3 separate regions of the Rattus norvegicus genome follow, and regions 2 and 3 are each linked to region 1. A link is a contact called in public Hi-C data. All regions are on one chromosome and are shown on one strand. The core of a region is the stretch at or near the end of the contact, and the rest is flanking DNA. Distances in the headings are between cores, read along the strand shown.

Region 1 (3,445 bases), core at 189-2,688:
ACCACAAACCTCCAAGCACAGGACCCCTCCCTTCCAGGAAGTAAAAAAAAAAAAAAAGCTAGTTTAGTTTCTGGAACTGCTGCAAGCCAAACTGTTAGACAAAGCCACCTGAGACTCCCCACGCCCCCCCCTTCCTTGGAAAGTCCCAAAATGGTACACTGAGTCGGTTTGAAGGTTGCCTCTCTCCATCCGTAGTACATAGTTCCGTGCCTAGTTACCATTGTTCAAATTCTGCCCCAATTGTTTGAATTCTGCCCTGCTGGTTTGAAAAGTACATAATCCCGTTAGTCTGCTCCCAAAGTGGGGCGACCCCAGCACGTTAGAACAATAAAGTTCCTCTTGCTTTTGCATCCATCACTACCTCCGTGAGTCTCATTTAAGGGGTCTCAGAAGAGGTTCAATTTGGGCCTCACAGCCGTATTCATTCTTAAGTGACAGGTGGGGAAACTGAGGCTCAAGGAGGCTCTGGGACTTGCCACAGATCACATTGGTGAGGGACAGAGCTAGGATGGAATTTCAGAACTTGTGCACTGAGCTCTCCCATGAACCCCCTCACCTTTGGAAACTTGTCTTCTGTCTCCTGGAGGCTGAGTCGCAGTAAGCTCAGCTCTACTTCCAGGGAACCATTGGTGTAGAATCCAAAGCTGTTCAGTTGGATGTCAGCTCGCTTCTCCCCCTGCAGGAAACCAAAGAGGCAGTGGCAGTAAGGGCACTCTCTCCACCAAGTCCAGCCCCACTGCGTGTTTCTATACATTTGTATTCAGGACAGGAGCACGTGAGAAAGCATTCCTGGGTACTGTGTATTGGTGCTGGTAACATTTTCCTACTTCAGTCCCAGGCAGTTACAGGGTGAGTTTGAGTGTCCAGGGGGTGAAATCCTGGCAAACCCATGGCAGACCCCATATTGATGTGCACTGCCCTGAGAGTGGGCTTCACATGCTGGTGTGAACAGCTTCGACTTCCTGGAAAAGTTTTCGATTCTATCTGGGCTAAATTTTCAAAGTAGTCTTCCACCACTCCACAAAGTGAATTCCAGGAAGATCCTACCAGGTACCCCCTCCTCTCAGAAAGTCCTATGGTTGTTACCGAGGGTCCCCCTGAAATTAAATTCGCCAGGAGTCAGGGGTCCTGGGAGATGAAGCCCCGCCCCCCCTAAACCAGGCCAACCCATTACCAGAACCCGGCGGGGGGACCCCAGGACGAGACCACTAGCAGCCTGCAGTGGGAGGTGCGGCTGCTCCATTCACCGGCGGAGCTAAGGGGGGGGGAGACAGCGAGGCCAAGCCTGCGGGGCTCACTGTGAGAGTCAGCCGGTGGATACGGCCTGAGCAGCCGCTCAGCATCAGCACCAGCAGCGACAAGTATTCCCATCGACACTGCGCTGGGCTCTCGCCGCTGAGCCCCCTCCTCTCGCTCACTGCCATCTCTGGGGCTGCGACTGCCCCCGAACACAGCCGCTGACGCCTTATAAGGCCCGCCCACTTTTCAGCCAATAGTCGTACGATGTAGTCAAGTTACCCAATTAGCAACTGAAATCCTTTTGATTGTCAGAAGACCTCTCAAATGGGCGTGCTTATCTTTTTCAGCCCTACTTTCATGGCTCTCCAATCGCTAAACAGATTGTGCCGGATGTAGTTTGATGAACAGGACGACTAACCAATGATCCAGGAACCCATATCCGTCCCTTAAAGCGGAATTCCTTCAGCAACTCTTAACGGTCTAAGACTACATTACCCAGAATGTAGAGGGAGCAGATCCGTGCAACGAAGCATGCATAAACTACACTTCCCAGTACTCCCAAGGACGCATTTCCTCTCCCACCCCTCACTTCCCGGTACCTAGCTCCTGGCCAGAAGTTTTAGCAACCATAGGTGTCGGCGAACTTTCCTTATTTCAACTTCGCTGGGCCACCGGGAAGCCTAAAATTCTTCACCCTAGGCTGCCTTCTAATCCTAGGCTGAATGCCATTGTAGGTCCCACCTGCATACTCGGTCCCAGGCTAAGCCTCCTTGCAGCAGCTGAATCTCTACTTCAACCTGAAACACTGACTTCTTCCTGTTCTGAATCTAGGCTCCCTGACACCATTTTACACACTGGCTCCTCAATTCGTACTGAGCCCTCAGATTTGGAAAAGTCCTAATTACTGGACCCCAGCTGTAGTTTTCGACTCTTAATTAGATTGCCCGCCCTGGTACGAAGCTTCCCACCCCAGTCTGATAACCTTTTTCGCCACTGGGTCGCTGAGGCCTTCTCCAACCTCCTCCACCATCCCTCTTCCCCACTTTACATCTCAAGCTTAGCCCACAAACCACCAGCAGGTGGGGCCAAGACCTATCAGAGTCTCAGTTCCAGGGCGGGACTCCAGGGCGTCTTTCCTTAGAAGTCTAGACCGCTCTTCCAGCTGCAGCACAAGGGCGTTTTGACACTTCTGCTGCGGCGGAGAAAGCACCTACAGCCGGGAAGAGTGGGGGTGGGAGCCACCGGGGTCTCTTCCCTTTTATCCGGGAGCCTCAGGGGAATTTGCAAGGTGTGAAAGGACTTTTATGATTGGGAGGACCGAAACTCCTAAGCCCAAGGGTTCCAGAGTCTAAAGGGGACAAGGGGCGGGGTGTGGGAACTGGAGAAACCTGGGTATCTCTGGGGGCAGTACTGATTGGGCCTTACTGAGTGAGGCTGGGAAACGCAAAGTGCTAGTGCGAGGTGCTGTGCACGTACGCATCTCTCTCTCTCTCTCTCTCTCTCTCTCTCTCTCTCTCTCTCTCTCTCTCTCTCTCTCTCTGTGTGTGTGTGTGTGTGTGTGTGTGTGTGTGTCCGCGCGCGCGCGTATCCCAGAACGGTGTCCGAAGGACAACCTGTCCTCTGTTTCTCAGAGGCTCTGGCGAGAAGAGAAGTCAGGATGCGGTGGGGGGTATGTTAATGGACCTGGCCTTGGCTGAAGGTGCGTTCTGGGCTAGATCGAAGTCATCCCATCTCTGTGGCCGGAGGGAAACAGACTATTAGTGGGACGAAATGGAGATTTCTGGAGCCGAGTAGGTCCCCGCAAGAGCCTAATGACCAACCACAGATTTTTCCCTGCCATGGGGTGGGACTTTCCCTGCCAAGCGGGAGAGACTGCTTGGATATTTTGACCCTCTATAAAAAATACGAGGTTGAAGGAAAGGATGAATAGTTTGGGATGGCAGAGGAGAGTAATATGGGGTACAAACTTGGAAAATAAATCGAGATGTCCTTTAAGGAGGCTCCTGGCCCTTTAATAGGGGGCGGAGCATCGTTTGGGCTTTGCCCCGGCGCGCCCAGCTAGGGTCTCCGCGGAGCGGAGGCGTGGTAAGGCTCGAAGGGGCATGGTAGTCTAGGCTGGTGGGCGTGGCCTGGTGGCGGGGCGGGGCGAGGCTGGGCACACTGCCCTGGGGCTGAGTCTCCGGTGGAGGGCGGCGGAGACCCGGGG
Region 2 (3,330 bases), core at 580-3,079, 140 kb before region 1:
ACGGTGTAGCAGAAGCCAGGGTCCTCAAACCAGAGCAATGGCTCACGGCAGTGAACATTTGCAAGTGAAGCTGCTTGGGCTCACTGACTGACACACTGCAGCTTACACAATGAAAAAAATATATTTTTTGTCTTCTTTTGGTAAGGGTGGTTGCAAGGCAGAGGGCGGATAAGGAGGGACAGGGAGATGAGTGGGATTGGGGTGTGTGATGTGAAATTCACAAAGAATCAATTTAAAAAGTTTTAAAGAACACACTACTTACATAAAAAGAAAATACTAATGCTGACCAGGAGAGGTAGCTGAATATCTCCACTGACTTCCTCAGAGCAGGGCTTGTGTCACCAGCAAGTCAGGGAGAGCCGTGGGCTGTCCCAGCTCTTCTGCTGCTCACACAGAGATGTGGACATACCCTTAGATTGCCTAGAGTCTCATCATCCCACAGACAAAAATCCAGGAGGGTGAGTAAGGTGAGTGGTTAAGTTCTTTAGAGCATTACCAAGAGGTTTCACAGGAAGGGACAAGCTGAGGCTCCCTCACACTCCAGCCCAGGACCCCAACCTGGCTCACACTCCAGCCCAGGACCCCAGCCTGGCTCACACTCCAGCCCAGGACCCCAGCCTGGCTCACACTCTCAGCCTAGGACCCCAGTCCAGGGATGGTGGCATCTACACTCAGGAAGGGTCTTGTCTTTCAGACATATAGATATTAAAATAATGTTTAAAAAAGTTAGAATCTGAAGGGAGATGGAGGAAGCCTGCATCTGAAAGAGAGGGGAGGTGCAGTGTGGAATGAGAGGAGTGGAAACTGTGGTTGGGATGTATTATGTGTATGAGGTAAGAAAAATAGAGATGTGTTTCCAGTGACTCCATACCCAGTTGACAACGACAGTTAATCTGATACTTTTTCTTAATTTAATTTTTAATTTAAAAAATTTTCAAGACAAAGATTCTCTGGCTGTCCTGGAACTCACAGAGATCCACCTACCTCTGCCTCCCAAGTGCTGGGATTAAAGATGTGTGCTATCAGGAGCGGGCGGGCACCCAAAATGGACGTCAGCACTAGGAAGTCTAGTCTGCCCTGACTCCCCAGAGCGACTCACAGCCCACGTCCGCCCTGGCGCAGGAACGTTGCCCAGCGTACTACCTGGCCTGCTGCGTAGGCCTCCCGGCGGCTCTCCCTGCCGCGCAGGCCTTCTTAGCCGCCACCCAAGTCCCACAGGACCCACCCCTAAGGCCCAAACTCCGCTCCTAGGTCCTAGGCTCCTCCCCTACGCCCCAGGATCCGCCCCTAAGGCCCTGGCGGACACCGCCCCTAAGCCTCAGGCTCAGCCCCTGTGGAACCCAAGACCCTAGGCCAGGGCTGGACCGAGGGTCAAGCGCTGGGCTGGTAAGGCTGCGTCTGAACAGCCCCCTTAACGCCGGCCACGCCCCTCGGCCAAGCTTCCGCCCCTGGGCGGGGCGTCCGAGCACCGGCTTGCACAGGCGGCCGGAAACCCTTAGCGGATTTAAGTGCGGGCCCCGCCCCTGACCCCGGGTTCCGCCTCTGATTCCCCAGGCTCCGTCCCTGGGCGGGACGTCCGAGCACCCGTTCGCACAGGCTGCCTTAAGCCCTTGGCGGACGTGAGTGCGGGCCCGGCCCCTGAGCCCTGGCTCCGCTCCTGAGCCCTAGGCTCCGTCCCTGGGCGGGGCGTCTGAGCACTGGCTCGCACAGGCGGACAGAAGCCCTTGGCGGATGTGAGTGCGGGCCCGGCCCCTGAACCCCAGGCTCCGTCCCTGGGCGGGGCGTCTGAGCACCCGCTTGCACAGGCGGCCGGAAGCCTTGGGCGGAAGTGAACGGGGAGACGATGGCGGTGCCGGTGGTTCAGGCCGTGCAGGCTGTCCATCTGGAGTCGGACGCCTTTCTGGTTTGTCTGAACCACGCCCTGAGTACGGAGAAAGAGGAGGTGATGGGTCTGTGCATCGGGGAGCTGAACGACGACGTAAGGAGTGAGTCCAAATTCGCACACGCCGGAAGTGACGTGTGCACGGTTCCGGAGAAGGTGGATTCGATCAGAGTCGTCCACATCCACTCGGTCATCATCCTGCGCCGTTCTGACAAGAGGAAGGACCGCGTGGAGATTTCCCCAGAGCAGCTGTCTGCAGCCTCGACTGAGGCGGAAAGGTTGGCGGAACTCACTGGCCGTCCCATGAGAGTCGTCGGCTGGTACCATTCGCACCCTCACATAACGGTGTGGCCTTCACACGTGGATGTTCGCACGCAAGCCATGTACCAAATGATGGACCAAGGCTTCGTGGGACTTATTTTCTCCTGTTTCATAGAAGACAAGAACACAAAGACCGGACGTGTCCTCTACACTTGCTTCCAATCCGTACAAGCCCAGAAAAGCTCAGACTATGAGAGAATCGAAATCCCCGTCCACGTCGTTCCCCACGTCACCATCGGGAAAGTTTGCCTGGAGTCCGCGGTGGAGCTGCCGAAGATCCTGTGTCAGGAGGAGCAGGACGCGTACAGGCGGATCCATAGCCTCACACATCTGGACTCGGTGACCAAGATCCACAATGGCTCGGTCTTCACCAAGAATCTGTGCAGCCAGATGTCGGCGGTGAGTGGGCCTCTGCTGCAGTGGTTAGAGGACAGATTGGAGCAAAACCAGCAGCATCTGCGGGAGCTGCAGCGGGAGAAGGAGGAGCTCATGGCGGAGCTGCGTTCGCTCGAATAAATCGAGGGAGCAGCAAAAAAAAATCCGGGCGGGGGGACGTGGAGTGAACGGAAATACCTCGAGTACAATTTATTAAACAAAAATCAATTTTGAAAAAGATAAAGTCGGAGGGCCTACATTAACATAACTTCAAGATTTATTATTGTAAAGCTACAGTGATCAAGATACGATGATATTTGCAGAAGAATCAATGCAACAGGGAAGAAAATCCGGAAATAAACCCAACAATAATGTGCTTAACTACGTTTGAAAAAGTACAAATGTGATTCAAAGAGGAAAAGACAGTCATTTATTTCAACAAATCAAACCTTCTCAAGCTAACAAAATATATACAATAAATAAATATGTAAAAGAGTCTCTGAATGTATCACGGATTTAAATCCAATATGGAAGACTTAGGGAAAAAAGTTATTCCAAAAAAGTTTTCAGGACTTAAGGACTTAACATTTTCAACTCCAAAGCACAATATCACAAGAAAACAAAGTAGAGAGATTGGACTTTGTTAAAATTAAAGCTGTTTATTCTGCAGAAAGATGAAGAGGAAACCGTCGGTGAAAAAGATGTGTCTGAAACTCGAAAGTAAATAGCACCAGTAGAAATGAAAAGAGACG
Region 3 (3,317 bases), core at 50-2,549, 230 kb before region 1:
GCCATGGAAGTCACTATGTAGACCAGGCTGATCTGGAACTCACAAAGATCCACCTGTTTTTGCTGGGATCTAAGGCATATGCCACTACAATGGGCGTTGTAGGGCTTTGTATGGCTTAGTCAATCTAGACAACAAACTCCAGCTCCAGCCCTCTGACTGTTGTTATTGCACTTTTGACTCAAGTTCTCTGGGGCTTAGCTGGCCTTGATTGTGCAGCAATTCGCCTGCTTCTGATTCCCCATTGCCGGGACGGTAAATCATGTGCTATCATATCCGGTTCATGACCACCTTTTACCCAAAGATACATCAGGAGGTCGTGTGGTTCCGGACAGGTGTTTGGTGAAGAGGTGAAAGTCTCACCCCAGCCCTCTACCAGCTACCAAAGGTTTCCATGCATACGTGTTTCTTTGTGGACGCCATGGGACATAACTGCTTCTGCACAGACCCAAATCCATTCTTTCCCCCAAACACTTCCCTGACAGGTGGGCCTGTCATACGGACTTTTTTCAGTGCGAACATAAGGCCTTCCATTAAGCTGAGCGGGATTCTGCGCAGGGGCTTGTCTAGGTGTGTTTTTTACCGCACGGGTTTAATTCTAAGCAGGTGTTCTGATTACTCTGACTACAAGTCCACATTGTGTATCTTTCTACGAAACTAGTCCTGTACAAGTTGATTGATTGACTATGGGATAAAGAAGGAACCCAGGGTCTCAGGCATGCTGAATTCATAGCTGAGAAAAGGGCGATGCCGTCACTAAGACATTCTTGGCAGGTGACCTTCACTAGGTGATTCTAGGCAAGGTTTCTGGCCCTGAGCCACGCTCCCAGCCATTTTACTTTTGAAATAGGATTTGCTCAGGCTGGCCTTGAACTTGTGATCCTCTGGCCTCCGCCTCCAGAATACACTTAGGATTCAGGTTAGCATTACCAGATCTGACGTCAGTATGAATCAGTGTTACCCATCGGAGACCGCCCTTTACAGGTGTGTATCTTTCTGGAGTGTCGCCACGCCCCCTGCGTCTGCACACCTGTGCCACAGAGGGACCCCAGCTGTGCAGTCCTTTCACCTGCTCGCTTCCGCCCTCCGCGCAGCTCCTTGTCGCAATGGGGTTCCCGTTACAGGTGCTCTGGCGGCGCGGCCCCGCCCTCTTCGCCCCGCCCCTCTCAGCCAGGCTCAGGTGCACAAGCCGGAAGTGCGCTCTTTGCCTAGGTGGGTGACTAAACTTTCCGGGTCACGTGAGCGGGCGGGGCGGGTGGGATCTGGAGCGACCGGGTGAAGGACAGCGACTCGGGGTTCCAGCTGGGAACCCGGGATTGGAAACCTGAGCGAAGTCCCTCTCTGACGCCTGGGTCAGGTAGGGAGGCAGGGCACGCAGCCTGTCCTGTCCCCACCTCCTCCTTCCCTTTCCCTGGCCCAAGTACGCGGTCGGGGAGTTAATCTTTAATCTCTGACCCTTGGCGCTGAGGGCGGGGAGCGCACTCCAAGATTGGGTTGCGGGTCTCTGGGGCCCGAGCCTGAGTCCAGCCCCTCACCTCATGCTGCGCCCTCTTCCCCTGGTCTGGTCCCCAGGTCCTGGGTCGCAGGTGCCCTCCTCGACCCAAGATGCGGTAGGAATTGGAGCCCTGGGGAAGTCCTGTCCTTGGCGCCACCAACTCGTCGCCCAAGCTCATGGCGACCCCAGGCCTGGGGCTGCTCTTGGCGTTTGGCTTGCCGATGCTGCCCTCCGGCTGGAGCCAAGAAAGTAGGTACCGTCCCGGGTGGCGCTCGGGTGGGAGGAGGGATCCCGGGTTGAACTTAGAAGTACGGGGCATTTGCGACCCAGAGAGGGCGAAAGATCTTAGGAATGAGCTTGGAATGTGTTTGGCGATCGAGTCTGAAAGCATCAGGACTGAACTTCAAATTAGTCTAGCTGACCTCCGAACGTTTTTTTTTTTTTCCAATTTTTTTACGTTGCTCGAACCCAGGTTTTCCTGATTGCTAGGCAAGCGCTCTACCGTAAAGTAACCCCGTGCCCGCATCCCAGAATTCCTGAGTCCTTAAGTCTTGTGGAATTTAGGAGCTGGGGGTTGTTGGGCACAGCCCGGAGGTGGAGGAGGGGAGGGCCTGGGCACCTGAGTCTGCATAGTTGAGAGTCTTAAGCAGCCAGGGGGACCTGGAGGAGGCCTGAAGGCCCAGCTGACAGGGCTGAACCTTATTAGGTGTGGACCCAGCTAGACCTTCCCTCAGTCTTTCTGGTTCCAGTTTCAGGAGCCTGGGGGTGGGGGGGCCTTGTGAGTCACACACTCCAGGGAAAGGTTGAGCCCCGCCCAGGTCCTTAAGGGCCCTGGGCCAGAGTGATGGTGGAGGGGACACTGTTCTGGAAGCCATCTATTCTAATGGCGACCTGGGTGGCTAGAGGGTGGATTGCCCTTCTTGTTGCCTCTATTCCAGCTGGAGACTTGGGAGAGGTTTGCAAGGTCTGGCTGAGTGGTGTGTAAGTGATGCCTAGCGAAGCTCCAGCTTAAGAGTTTTTGTTTTTTGTTTTTTCCTCTTTCTGTTCCACAGCACCAGACTCTTTCACAAATAGCACAACTCAACCCCCAGATGGCGGCGGGTCCAACGGGGGCTTGGTGAGTTGGGAAGGTGTATGCAGAAGAACTGGTGTATGAGAGACCAGAGTACTGGGACAAGTGGAGAGACATTACTTTTAAAAGGCTGTGTGTATGTTAGGCATGCGTACTACAATCAGGTTATACCCAGCCCTACCCTGACACTCTTTTTTTTTCTTAATGGGGTCTGGTGTAGCTCAGGCTGGCCTTAAACTTCTTTTGTAGTCAGAGGACCTTGGATTCAGGATCCTTCTGCTTTTCTCATTGCTGAGTTAACTTGTGCCCACCATCATGCTGGGTCTATGGGGTGCTGGGAGTCAAACCCAGGGTTTTATGTATGCCACAAAGCCACAGCAATGGGACTTATGTGTCGCAGAAAGAAGGTAGCAAGACCTCTACATAAAAGTAAACAAGAATACTGTGTCTTGCTGGGTGTGGTAACCCATACACTCGGGGGTGGGGGAGGAGGAGGGCAGGTGGAGCTCTGGGTTCAAGGACAGCCTGGTCTACATAGTGAATTCCAGGCTAGCCAGGTCTACTATGAGATCTTGTCCCAAAACTAAACACAGTGTCTTTCTTGCCTGATGAGCATGGTGATAAACACTGGTCACCCTACCATTCAGGAGGCTGAGGCAGGAGATTGCCACAATTGAAGACCAGCCTGGGGTATAGATGAGACCATGTGACAATAAAAACTTTGGGTGTGGTGGCACATACCTGTATTCCCAG

Evidence for each region. Hi-C and Micro-C count contacts between places; a contact is called where the count stands out from the background.
Region 2: a Hi-C map of liver shows a contact between it and region 1, with 3 times the contacts expected there. The contact joins the promoter of Brcc3 here to the promoter of Gpr108 in region 1. A contact is called at or near these places in 3 of 12 Hi-C or Micro-C datasets (frontal cortex, liver and mammary epithelial cells).
Region 3: a contact with region 1 is called in a Hi-C map of hepatocytes, with 2.0 times the contacts expected there. The contact joins the promoter of Crb3 here to the promoter of Gpr108 in region 1. A contact is called at or near these places in 2 of 12 Hi-C or Micro-C datasets (hepatocytes and kidney).

The regions. Positions count from the first base shown.
Region 1 is chr9:2,217,263-2,220,707 of GRCr8, forward strand. Gpr108 (G protein-coupled receptor 108) reads right to left here and starts at 1,439. Exons shown (of 17, transcript NM_199399.1): 1 at 1,299-1,439; 2 at 557-676. The coding sequence starts at 1,424. Trip10 (thyroid hormone receptor interactor 10) reads left to right here and starts at 3,434. Exons shown (of 14, transcript NM_053920.2): 1 at 3,434-3,445.
Region 2 is chr9:2,072,098-2,075,427 of GRCr8, forward strand. It overlaps Brcc3 (BRCA1/BRCA2-containing complex subunit 3), which reads left to right and starts at 1,830. Exons shown (of 1, transcript NM_001127300.1): 1 at 1,830-3,330. The coding sequence starts at 1,844. The coding sequence ends at 2,719.
Region 3 is chr9:1,986,455-1,989,771 of GRCr8, forward strand. It overlaps Crb3 (crumbs cell polarity complex component 3), which reads left to right and starts at 1,300. Exons shown (of 4, transcript NM_001025661.1): 1 at 1,300-1,354; 2 at 1,570-1,741; 3 at 2,545-2,609. The coding sequence starts at 1,669.